Regions from separate parts of the Triticum aestivum genome. Here region 2 is linked to region 1. A link is a contact called in public Hi-C data. All regions are on one chromosome and are shown on one strand. Each heading gives the region's core, a stretch centred on a gene start, on an enhancer-like site or on the middle of the called end of the contact. The rest is flanking DNA. Distances are from core to core; before and after follow the strand shown. Region 1 holds the start of LOC123111126 (transcription factor E2FA). Region 2 holds the start of LOC123111129.

The links. Hi-C and Micro-C count contacts between places; a contact is called where the count stands out from the background.
Region 2: a Hi-C map of leaf shows a contact between it and region 1, with 2.1 times the contacts expected there. The contact joins the promoter of LOC123111129 here to the promoter of LOC123111126 in region 1. A contact is called at or near these places in 2 of 5 Hi-C or Micro-C datasets (both in leaf).

What each region holds. Positions count from the first base shown.
Region 1 is chr5B:230,823,617-230,828,629 of IWGSC CS RefSeq v2.1, forward strand. It overlaps LOC123111126 (transcription factor E2FA), which reads left to right and starts at 1,337. Exons shown (of 14, transcript XM_044531816.1): 1 at 1,337-1,642; 2 at 2,801-2,990; 3 at 3,068-3,124; 4 at 3,224-3,309; 5 at 3,384-3,472; 6 at 3,547-3,601; 7 at 3,729-3,781; 8 at 3,848-3,898; 9 at 4,015-4,063; 10 at 4,154-4,219; 11 at 4,306-4,382; 12 at 4,477-4,690. The coding sequence starts at 1,481.
Region 2 is chr5B:231,013,152-231,017,707 of IWGSC CS RefSeq v2.1, forward strand. It overlaps LOC123111129, which reads left to right and starts at 2,089. Exons shown (of 1, transcript XM_044531820.1): 1 at 2,089-2,901. The coding sequence starts at 2,218. The coding sequence ends at 2,694. It overlaps LOC123111127 (putative HVA22-like protein g), which reads right to left. Exons shown (of 6, transcript XM_044531819.1): 6 at 3,003-3,370. The coding sequence ends at 3,206.

The DNA.
Region 1 (5,013 bases), core at 87-2,586:
AGGACGTCGCGCCTTAGCAATCGCTAAACCAACCCCTAGAGGTTATTGACCACGTCGGAGCACGATCAACCTGACCATGAGGGTCTATTTCCTGCGAGCAAACGAAGAACAAGCAAGAAACCGAGATTGCAATCTGGATATTGCAAATGTAAAATGAAAGATTTATTGATCAAGATGGGGTTCTATGACATATTGGTCTGGCCGTTGAACACAAACGAAGTACGCGAAGTTGCAGCTATGGCGAACTTTTAATCTAAACAAAACCCAAAGTCTAAACGAAACCAACCCTACCTCTTGTTTCCCCATACATACGGACTCTAAAAATAGCCTATACTTATGTATTTCGAAATTACATGGGTGTGGCCCAATAAAAAGGTGACGCAACATCCTAGAATAGCCTCTGGACGAAAGTTATGAAGTAGCATCTTGTATATTTCGTCCAAGGCTTCATGCACTAATTATGGTGGATTCAACGTCCTGAAATCATCACTTGTAACTCCGTTCTTGTTCCCCTTGCGCATGCCACCATCTCCATGCTTGTACTTGCTCCAATGTTCATCCTTCTCCAAGCTAGGCCCTTCATTTGTAAGCAAAACAAATGTATCCAATTTAGGCAGCATCATATTCTCATGAACATTAGAATCATTACCAAGAAACGAAAGTTCCTGATAATTTAATTGGTGTGCGCGAGTTCTAGTAATTGGTCCAGTATATGTGATAATAGGGGCTGTGGGTGTAACAGTGATATTGATGTCCTCGTCAGGATTAGCTGCCTAAAAAAACTCTGCAGATGGATGTCGAGCGCATTCATTTAAGCCTTGGGCGCGCGGGCTTAACCAATCAGGAGTCTCCGCGCCAAAAACCGAGAGCCAGCGCGCGCTCAAGCTGGCGGTTGACCCACGTGTCAGGGGGAGGCCACAAGCGCGGCGGCGGGAAAATAAAAGCGCGCGCATCTCTCCACGAAACCCGGGCCCCACACAGTTGGGCGTTTTCCTTGCTTTAATTTGTTTCGACAGAGACGTTTTCCCTGCTGCCACGTCTCACTTTTATCTCCCATGATACATTAGAATCACCAGGCCACATGACGTGTCAAGAATGTTTTCGTTTCCCTGTTGTACCAGTACTGCACACCGCTAGTCACTCTTGTTCGATGCTCACGCTTCTCTCAGTGAAGAAGCCAAAGGCTTATTTCATTCGAGTGATCATAAATTGAACACTCGTAGTAATAAGAAGATAGTACTGTAGTAAAAAAGAATGACCGCTTACATTTCCCGTCCCGGTCCTCTAAAACTGTACCCCATCATCTGTCCGAGGCCATAACTTTCATCCTCCACTACCGAAACCACAATTTTCCCTCCTTTCCTCCCCCTCCACCCCCTCCTTTCCCTCGTTTTCTCCCCCTCTGCCGCCAAAAATCCTCAGATCCAAACCCTAAGCGCCCCGCCCCGATCCATCCGCCGGCTCCGCGCCTCGGATCACCATGGCGGCCGCCGCCGGCGGAACCAGCAGCGAGGGCGCGGCGCGCGTGCTGCTGCAGCGTTACCAGCCGTTCGGGTCGCCGCCTGGCGAGTACCACCATTTCGGCCCGGCCGACGGCGGCGGCAGCGCCGACATGACGGAGGCCGTCGTCCTCAGGACGCCAGTGAGTTGGGGTGGGCTTGTCAAGGAGCTTTCTCGATAGATTCACTGTTTCGGTTTTCAGTTGGACGCTTCTTAGGACGCAACCCGTCCCGCTCGCCACGAGGGGAGCTCATCTGAGCCGCCGCAGTAGATCGAGCGTAGCAATGCTGGAGCGTGTCACTGTAGATTTGAGAACGCCCAAGCTGGGGTCGAGGGGAATGGTTGTTTTTGGATGTGATAGAGGAAAAATTGCTGAATTTTTGCTACCCGGTGGGTTGTGGCGCAGTCCAATACAGCCTTTATTTACGATTCATTCCGCTATTTCTAGAAGAGTGTCTAAGATGGAATCTGAACGAACTAAATATTTGGAAATCGGTATGATTTGATGGGAAGGCTCATGTTTCTTAACTTGATTTCTACCTAGTCACACTTTCATATGCGCCATTCTCCTACAAAGCATATAATGTTCCCAGCTGCTCTCAATTGACGACTTACTTCATTCTGCTCCTCACAACCTATAGTGGCTCAAGCTACTCCCTCTGTCCCATAATATAAGAGCGTTTAGTGTAAAAAACGCTCTTATATTGTGGGACGGAGGGAGCATTAGATTGTGTGACATGTGCTGCTGGCTTGAAAACCCCAAAGCGAAGACATTCTCCACAACTCTCATAATTGAGGTGTGGACAATGTTACGAGTTTCATCTTTTAGCTAAATTCGCCACACTGTGTGAAAACAGGCAGAACATTTTATAATTTACTGAAAGAGCTACAGGGATAATATAAACTTAACAAAAACAGTTTCTTCTTACAGAAAAAACCTGTTACTGTTTCATGACGGTTGTTATGACTTGTCTATTTATTCGGAGTCCTTTTTAATTTATTGATTAACAAGTGCTAATCCAGGCTATAAAACTATCAAATCATATTCCACTAACTTCCCTAGGATCCATTACTAACAGTTACACTTTATAAATATTTCGTTCCAGAACCCTATTCTCTTATGGCTCTCTTCCCCCTTGGCCGATTCTCTTGAATCTTACATGTTTTATCGACGCCGCATTCTTGTAGTAGCTGCAGAAAGCTTGGAGAACACATGTTAACCAACATTCAGTTTTCATTAACGCTTTTGATGCAATGCGTGCTTTTCTCATAAATCTAATAACAATGTTTCATTTTGTAGTTAAAGCGGAAACACAACAGAGAAGACAATGAGGTAGCTGAATCAAATGATTGGATGATGAGCCCTGGATATGCTAACGCAGCAAACAGTCCAATTCCTACACCACCTTCGGGAAAAGGTTCTAAAATGTCCGCCAAGCCTAAAGCTGCAAAAGGCCAGAAATCTTGTCCTCAGACCCCTTTGTTTTCCGGTGAGTGATGTGGATTCAGTCAGCCATGAATCATATTCATCTTTGACCAAGTCGCTCATGTTAATACTATTTTCCAGGTTCTCCGGGCAATCCAGCTACTCCTGTTGGTGGCTGCCGTTATGATAGCTCCCTAGGTTAGATGGGACACTCAATTTTGGACTATTGTTTTTCTGGACTGGTATTTTATCAGTAGCTTGTTAGCTGATCATCATTTATTGATGTTGTCCATTTAGGGTTATTGACAAAAAAGTTCCTGAACTTGCTAAAGGGTGCACCTGGTGGCATGGTTGATTTGAATAATGCTGCAGAAACGCTAGAGGTTGGTAGTTTGCTTCTCTTGTTTCAAGAGATCCTTTCTAGTGTTAGTCATGTAAATGTGCTGCCTTTGTGCAGGTACAAAAAAGACGTATATATGACATTACTAATGTCCTCGAAGGGATAGGGCTGATAGAAAAGAAGCTTAAGAACAACATTCGTTGGAAGTAAGTTATCCTGTGTCCATATCTATTACTTGTATTTTGTGGTCATCACTTACATTATGTATGCTCTTTTGCAGAGGAATCGATGACTCTCGACCAGGTGAAGTTAGCGATGATATGTCCATTTTACAGGTATCATGCTTTGTGCCGTTTTAGTTATGACAAATGTTGCTTCACATGCAACATGATTTGTGGACAAGGAGATTCTTTAGTTCCTCAGCTCTCAAAAATTATGATTCTTTATATCTGTCATCTGCAGGGAGATATTGAAGCCCTCACACTGCAAGAGCATAGCTTAGACGGACAAATAAGGTTGGCGACGAGTTACTTAAGTTCCTGATGTTATTATTCTTTCACTAACTTGATTGTTTCTTCCAGTGAAATGCGAGACAAGTTAAGAGAGCTCACTGAAGACGAAAATAACCAAAAGTAAGTGGCCCCCCTTTCCTCCCTAAAAGAGTATTTATGTTCGTCGTATAGTTACTTAAGACATTTAGGACTTCAATGCAAGTCTATAATCTATTCTTTCACCTCGTTTCCCACAGATGGCTGTATGTCACAGAAGATGATATCAAGTCTTTGCCATGCTTTCAGGTACTTTTTGATCTCTAGCAATACTTGTTAAATGACCGGTATCATCTCTATAAATCAAGTAAATTAAAAGTACTGTGCTTTAATTTGCAGAATCAGACACTAATCGCAATAAAAGCACCTCATGGTACAACGCTTGAAGTCCCAGATCCTGATGAGGTGAGTATTAACAATATGTTTGTCACCTTTAGGACTTAGATGAATACTACATTTTGTTAATGACGGCATCTTCGGTTCCCATGCAGGTGAATGATTATCCTCAAAGGAGATATAGGATTGTTCTAAGAAGCACTATGGGTCCGATAGATGTGTACCTAGTTAGGTATATGCCCATTCAACATCCCTAGCATCAAAACTTCAGAATCTAGAGCTCTAACTTGATGTGAATATTAATATCATTATCTATTTCTTTTAAGTCAATTTGAGGAGATGAGTGGCATGGAGACTCCTCCAAGGCCTGCACAAACAATAAGCATGGATTATCTAGAGAATCCTAGGACACCACTCGCTACAGGATCTAACAAAGATGTGGAGATGGAGAATGTTCAACAAGGGCTGATAATGCCCCCTGACGCTCCTACTACACATGATATTGGAGGGATGATGAAGATTGTCCCTTCTGAACTTGATGTAAGTTCACTTCCATGCAATAAATTTTTGCAGCATATTTATCTAAAAGTAAATTTGGCCACAATCCTATTCTAACTATAGTAATACGTGTTTGCACCCAATGCTCAACTTCACTACTTCCTCTTCACTATGTCATTCCTATCCTATACAATTAGCTCTGGTATTTTCTGTTCTGCTTAGTGTTTTGTAAGTCCTGCTACTTATTCTTTCATTCTACCACCTGTTCTTTGATAATTGAAAGATTAACCCGCAAAAACTGATAAACTGCGAGATTCAATTGCACATGGAGAGGAGCATCTCATGACCAATATTAGGAATACCCA
Region 2 (4,556 bases), core at 839-3,338, 190 kb after region 1:
GTGTTTGCGCTTCGCCATATACCACAGTAGCTATCCAAGGGTCAAACCCTACCTCCTCAACAGAGCAATCAATATGGTAGTCCGAGTAACCAAGAATTTCCAATTTTATTTCATTGTTCCAAAAAATGCCAATACCTCCACTTCTACCGCGACTATCAATCGCAAAACTATTATCATAACCAAAGGTGCCTGCTAGCACTTCTACCCTCGAGCCTTCTAACTGAGTTTCCACAATACATAAGAGGGTAGGGGCAAATTTGTTCATGAACTCGCGAACCTCTCGAACTGTCGCGGCTTTGCCCGCGCCCTGACAGTTCCAACAGAGCGCACTCATTGGGCCCGGCGGTGCTCCTCGAAGGAGCCCGCCAAATTCTTCACTTTTGAGATTGCACCTTCGGAGTCCTCCTCCGTCTTCTTGGTTCTCTTCAGGTCCCTGTGCGGTGGTGGACTCACATCCATCAAAACTGCCGGCACAATTGCAAGTGAGTTCATGTTTTCCTCTGCAGTTTCAGAGATTTTTTGAGGTGTGGTAATTTTGGCCCCCAACTCGGCTCCCGCGTTCCTCTTCCTGCTCCATTCCTCCATATCCGCATCACTGGCCACCCTGCTCGGGTCCTCATCAACATGGTATGCGCCACGAGCGTCTTGTTCTGTCATATCGCCTCGGCCCCCCTCTGATCAACCGCTTGGGCGGCCCCCTGATCGCCATCCTCTACGTCCACCTCTCTGGTTGCGGCCTTCTCTCGGACCTCGACCGGTACGCATAGCCCAGCTGGCTCGAAGATCCTTGAACACAAGGGCTGACGGAGGGTGGATGCCATTGCCGTGTTCCCTAAATTGGTGACCTAGCATGCCACACACCGCGCACCAGTCAGGGAGCTTTTCGTACTTAACTTTGTATATCTGCATCTTCCCATCTCTGATCATAGATACCGCATTCTTGAGGGGTTTATAGACATTGATGCTTACCCAAACTCGATGAAAATTGCCCACAAAATCATGTGAGTTAGGTTCTGAGAATAGAACTTCTCCCACCTTTGCTGCTAGCGGAGTCACCAGATGAGCATACAGTTCTGGTGCATCATGGATTTGGATCCATAGGTTGATTGTCTCAAGCTTAACAGTGGAAGGCTTCGAGATTCCATCATATGGCAGAGGAATCACCGTGTCTCCCCTGAAGTTCCATGGACCATCGTTCATGACTCTCTCCCAATCACCAAGGCAAGTGAATTGGATCGTATACAGGTTTTCCTCCAGAGGTTTAAACCTAGCCTCCTGTGCGATGTCCCATGCCGCTCTCATGTTTCCGTAAAACCAAGTCTGGTTGTAGCTCTTCGTGGTGTTAACCCTAGCTAGGGTATCCATCTCGGCCCCTCCGGCGGCACAACTTGCTCATCGAAGATCACATCGTCCAAGTCCTCCTCTCTCAGTCCCAGCTCTTTCATCATCTGCTCAACTTCAATGATTCCCGAGGAGCTCAAGTCCCCGGAAGCCGCCATTAGATCTCTCACCCGAAGAACAGATCGGGTCGTTTGGGGGAACCCTAACTTCCGCCGGCCCCTCCCCTCGACACGGGCGAGAGAGGGGGTTGATCGGCGATAGGGGAGCAAAATCTCGACGGCGGCGAAGATCGCCCCGGGAGAACAACTCGAAACCCTAACTAAAGGGAAGGATCTGGAAGGCATGTGATTTTGTACTATCTACTCCCTCCGTTCCAAAATAGATGACTCAACTTTATACTAAAGTTAGTACAAAGTTGGGTCATCTATTTTGAAACGGAGGGAGTAATTTCTGATGCTATATATAGTCTAAAACGCCCAAAATCCCCACGGAGAAACACAGCCCCATGGAGAAGCACAACGTTCACTCGTGGCCGTGCCGACGTGGATCCAATAATTGTTGCGGGCCCACACCTCCTCCACCCGAAGCCGATCTGACGAGCCGTTCCGGGCCCAGACGCTACTCACTCCTCCCTCCAAACAAATTGTATAATTATTTTGACGTCCTTAAAACCTTTTTGTGCTCGATGACATGCGGGCCAGAGCAGCCTCCGACCAACTATTTCCCAATTTATATACTCGAGTGAATTGCTCCCCCCTCTCTCTCCCTCTCTCTCTCCTCTCTCCCGTTCAAAGTCGTCGTCTTGCTCTCGAGCTGTTTGATTCGATTCTTATCAATCCACCATCCTCCGTAGCTGCAGGTCCGATCGTGGCGGTTATGCCATCGGCAGCGCTGGCTGCCACGCCGGACTCTGCGTCGCCGTCTCTGCACCACTACCGCGGCCGGTTGCGCTCGCCGCTGGCAAACGGCGGCACCAAGGGGAACTTCGAGCTCCGGCACTGGCGCACGCCGCTCAAGCGGGCGCCGTCGTGCCCACCGCCGGGCATCGAGATCCCCAGCAACGACGACGATGGCAGCGGGAACGGGTACACCAGCCTCCGGGACATCCTAGCGTCACCGCGGTACGTGGGGGCGGGGAGCTCGCCGGCGGCCTGCGTCATCGGTGGCGCCGGCAGCTGTGGGGACATACACATGATACGCCACCCGCTGGTAAAACACGCGGCGTACGCGTACCTGCAGATGACGCCGTCGGCTAGGGAGGACCCAACCCGCCGGAACCGGCGCTGGCGCGGCCCACTCTGCCGCCTCCTGTTCGGCTGCCTCAGCTTCATCGGAGCACTCTTCCGGCCGTGACTTCTCCGGAGGGCGCACCTCCATGCGATTCTTGTTGCACCTCCTTGAATTCTCTTCGATTTCTCTTTTCTTCTTTTCTTTTGTGCGATTAGATTCTTTTGTAGAGTTTTCCGGCTTATGTTTGGGTTGTAATTTGTGTGAATAATTTGGTAGGATTAGACACAAAGAGGAATGATAGCAACAAGAGAAATGATTAATGCCATACTACTAACAAAGCTGATTAGTCGTCATGAACTCATGATTGATGCAATAATGGAAAGGAAAATGGTCAGAACACAAGCATGTGGAGGAAAATAATTGAAGAAAACTGATCGGGAAAAAAAGAGACAATAAATTGCTATCACCACAAGTCTACAACATGCTTCATTCATATCTCTTCACACTGGGTTAATTGCTGGATTGTTTTTCTATGTACTAGATTTCTTCTTTCAATTTGACCTTTGCTTGAATCATTCTATTTCTATGTACACAATCATTTCCTTAAACCGGTGTAAAATTCCATCCCTCTCCTCTAATAGTCCTTATCATTATGAGTTCGCCGGGGCTTGGGGTTGATGGTCGCGCGCAGAACTTCAGCGACAACTGCGGCATCAGGGTTGTCAAAGAGAGATTCCTGCGGTGGCGATGGCGGCCGACGTTTAGTCGCAAAGGGACTCCAGCTAGACTTCTTGTTCCTCTGCTGAACACGCACAATCAGAAAAGAGATGAAACTGCTGTCAATACCACTTGCTCAAATTGTTTCCAGTGCATTGTATCTTATCATATGATTCGTGCACGTGATTTCTATAGCTGACAGGCAGGATGTTCAGGATATTTAACAGATTACAACATACATACTTGATTATATGAGTGAATTCCAGTTTTTACCCCTGGTTTCACGTGTGGTAGATTTTACCCCATTTAGCAGAAATTCTCAATTTAGCAAAACTTGTGCCACAAATTACCCCATTTCATTTTATTTTTTATTCCTCTGCTGACTGTGTATATGCCACGTAGATGGTTCCGTTAGCACCCCTGTGTTGTTTCTGGTTTGCTCCGGTCTTCGGGTGATCAAACCAATGACACAATTGAAGACTGGCCGCCCCACACCGGGGAGCTTGCCAGCGACATTTTCCCCTGAAGCAGAGGTGCGGGAAGGGTTATAGGGATACCCGAGTAACTGTTCGGGATATACCGAAATAGTTGGAATAGGCTCAGTGGCCATGGCAGCATGTCCTGCCAGATGCGAGTTAGGAGGCCCGTGCGGGCTAAATTGGACCGGGGGGGAGCTCCAAGGAGAGAAGACATCTCACAGGAGAGATGGGGGCAGCATGAGCAGCCCCGGTACCGGCCTATGGCGGTGGCACATGCCGACCACGGCATGGAGACGAGGGAGTTTGAGGTGTACAGGGTGCCACGCGCGGCTAACAGGAGTCGGGCGTCTCCCCTGCTGCTCTGGTCAACAGAAAAAAACAGCCAAAAGAACTAGAAAAATAATAAACCGTCGATGTGGCATGCATGGTCAACAGAGAAACTGAATAAAATAAAAGGCGGTAATTTGTGGCACAAGTTTCGCTAAATTGGGTAAAAATTAAGAATTTCTGCTAAATGGGGGCAAAAGCTGTCACAAACGTGAAACTGACGGTAAAAAATGGAATTCACTCTAGTTATATCAACAGTCATGAAAATCAGAGCAATTGCAAGAATGAAGAGAGCAAAATTACAAGATGGGAAGGTGCAGTAGTAACATGACAGGAATCGGACAGGAGATTTGGTCTGTGGAAGGGGACGAATCAACAAACAGTTCCGTTGTGTCTTTGGCTCTTGTGCAGACAATATCCACGTTGCCTGGAGCAATGGTTTCCCCCTGTTTACAATACAGC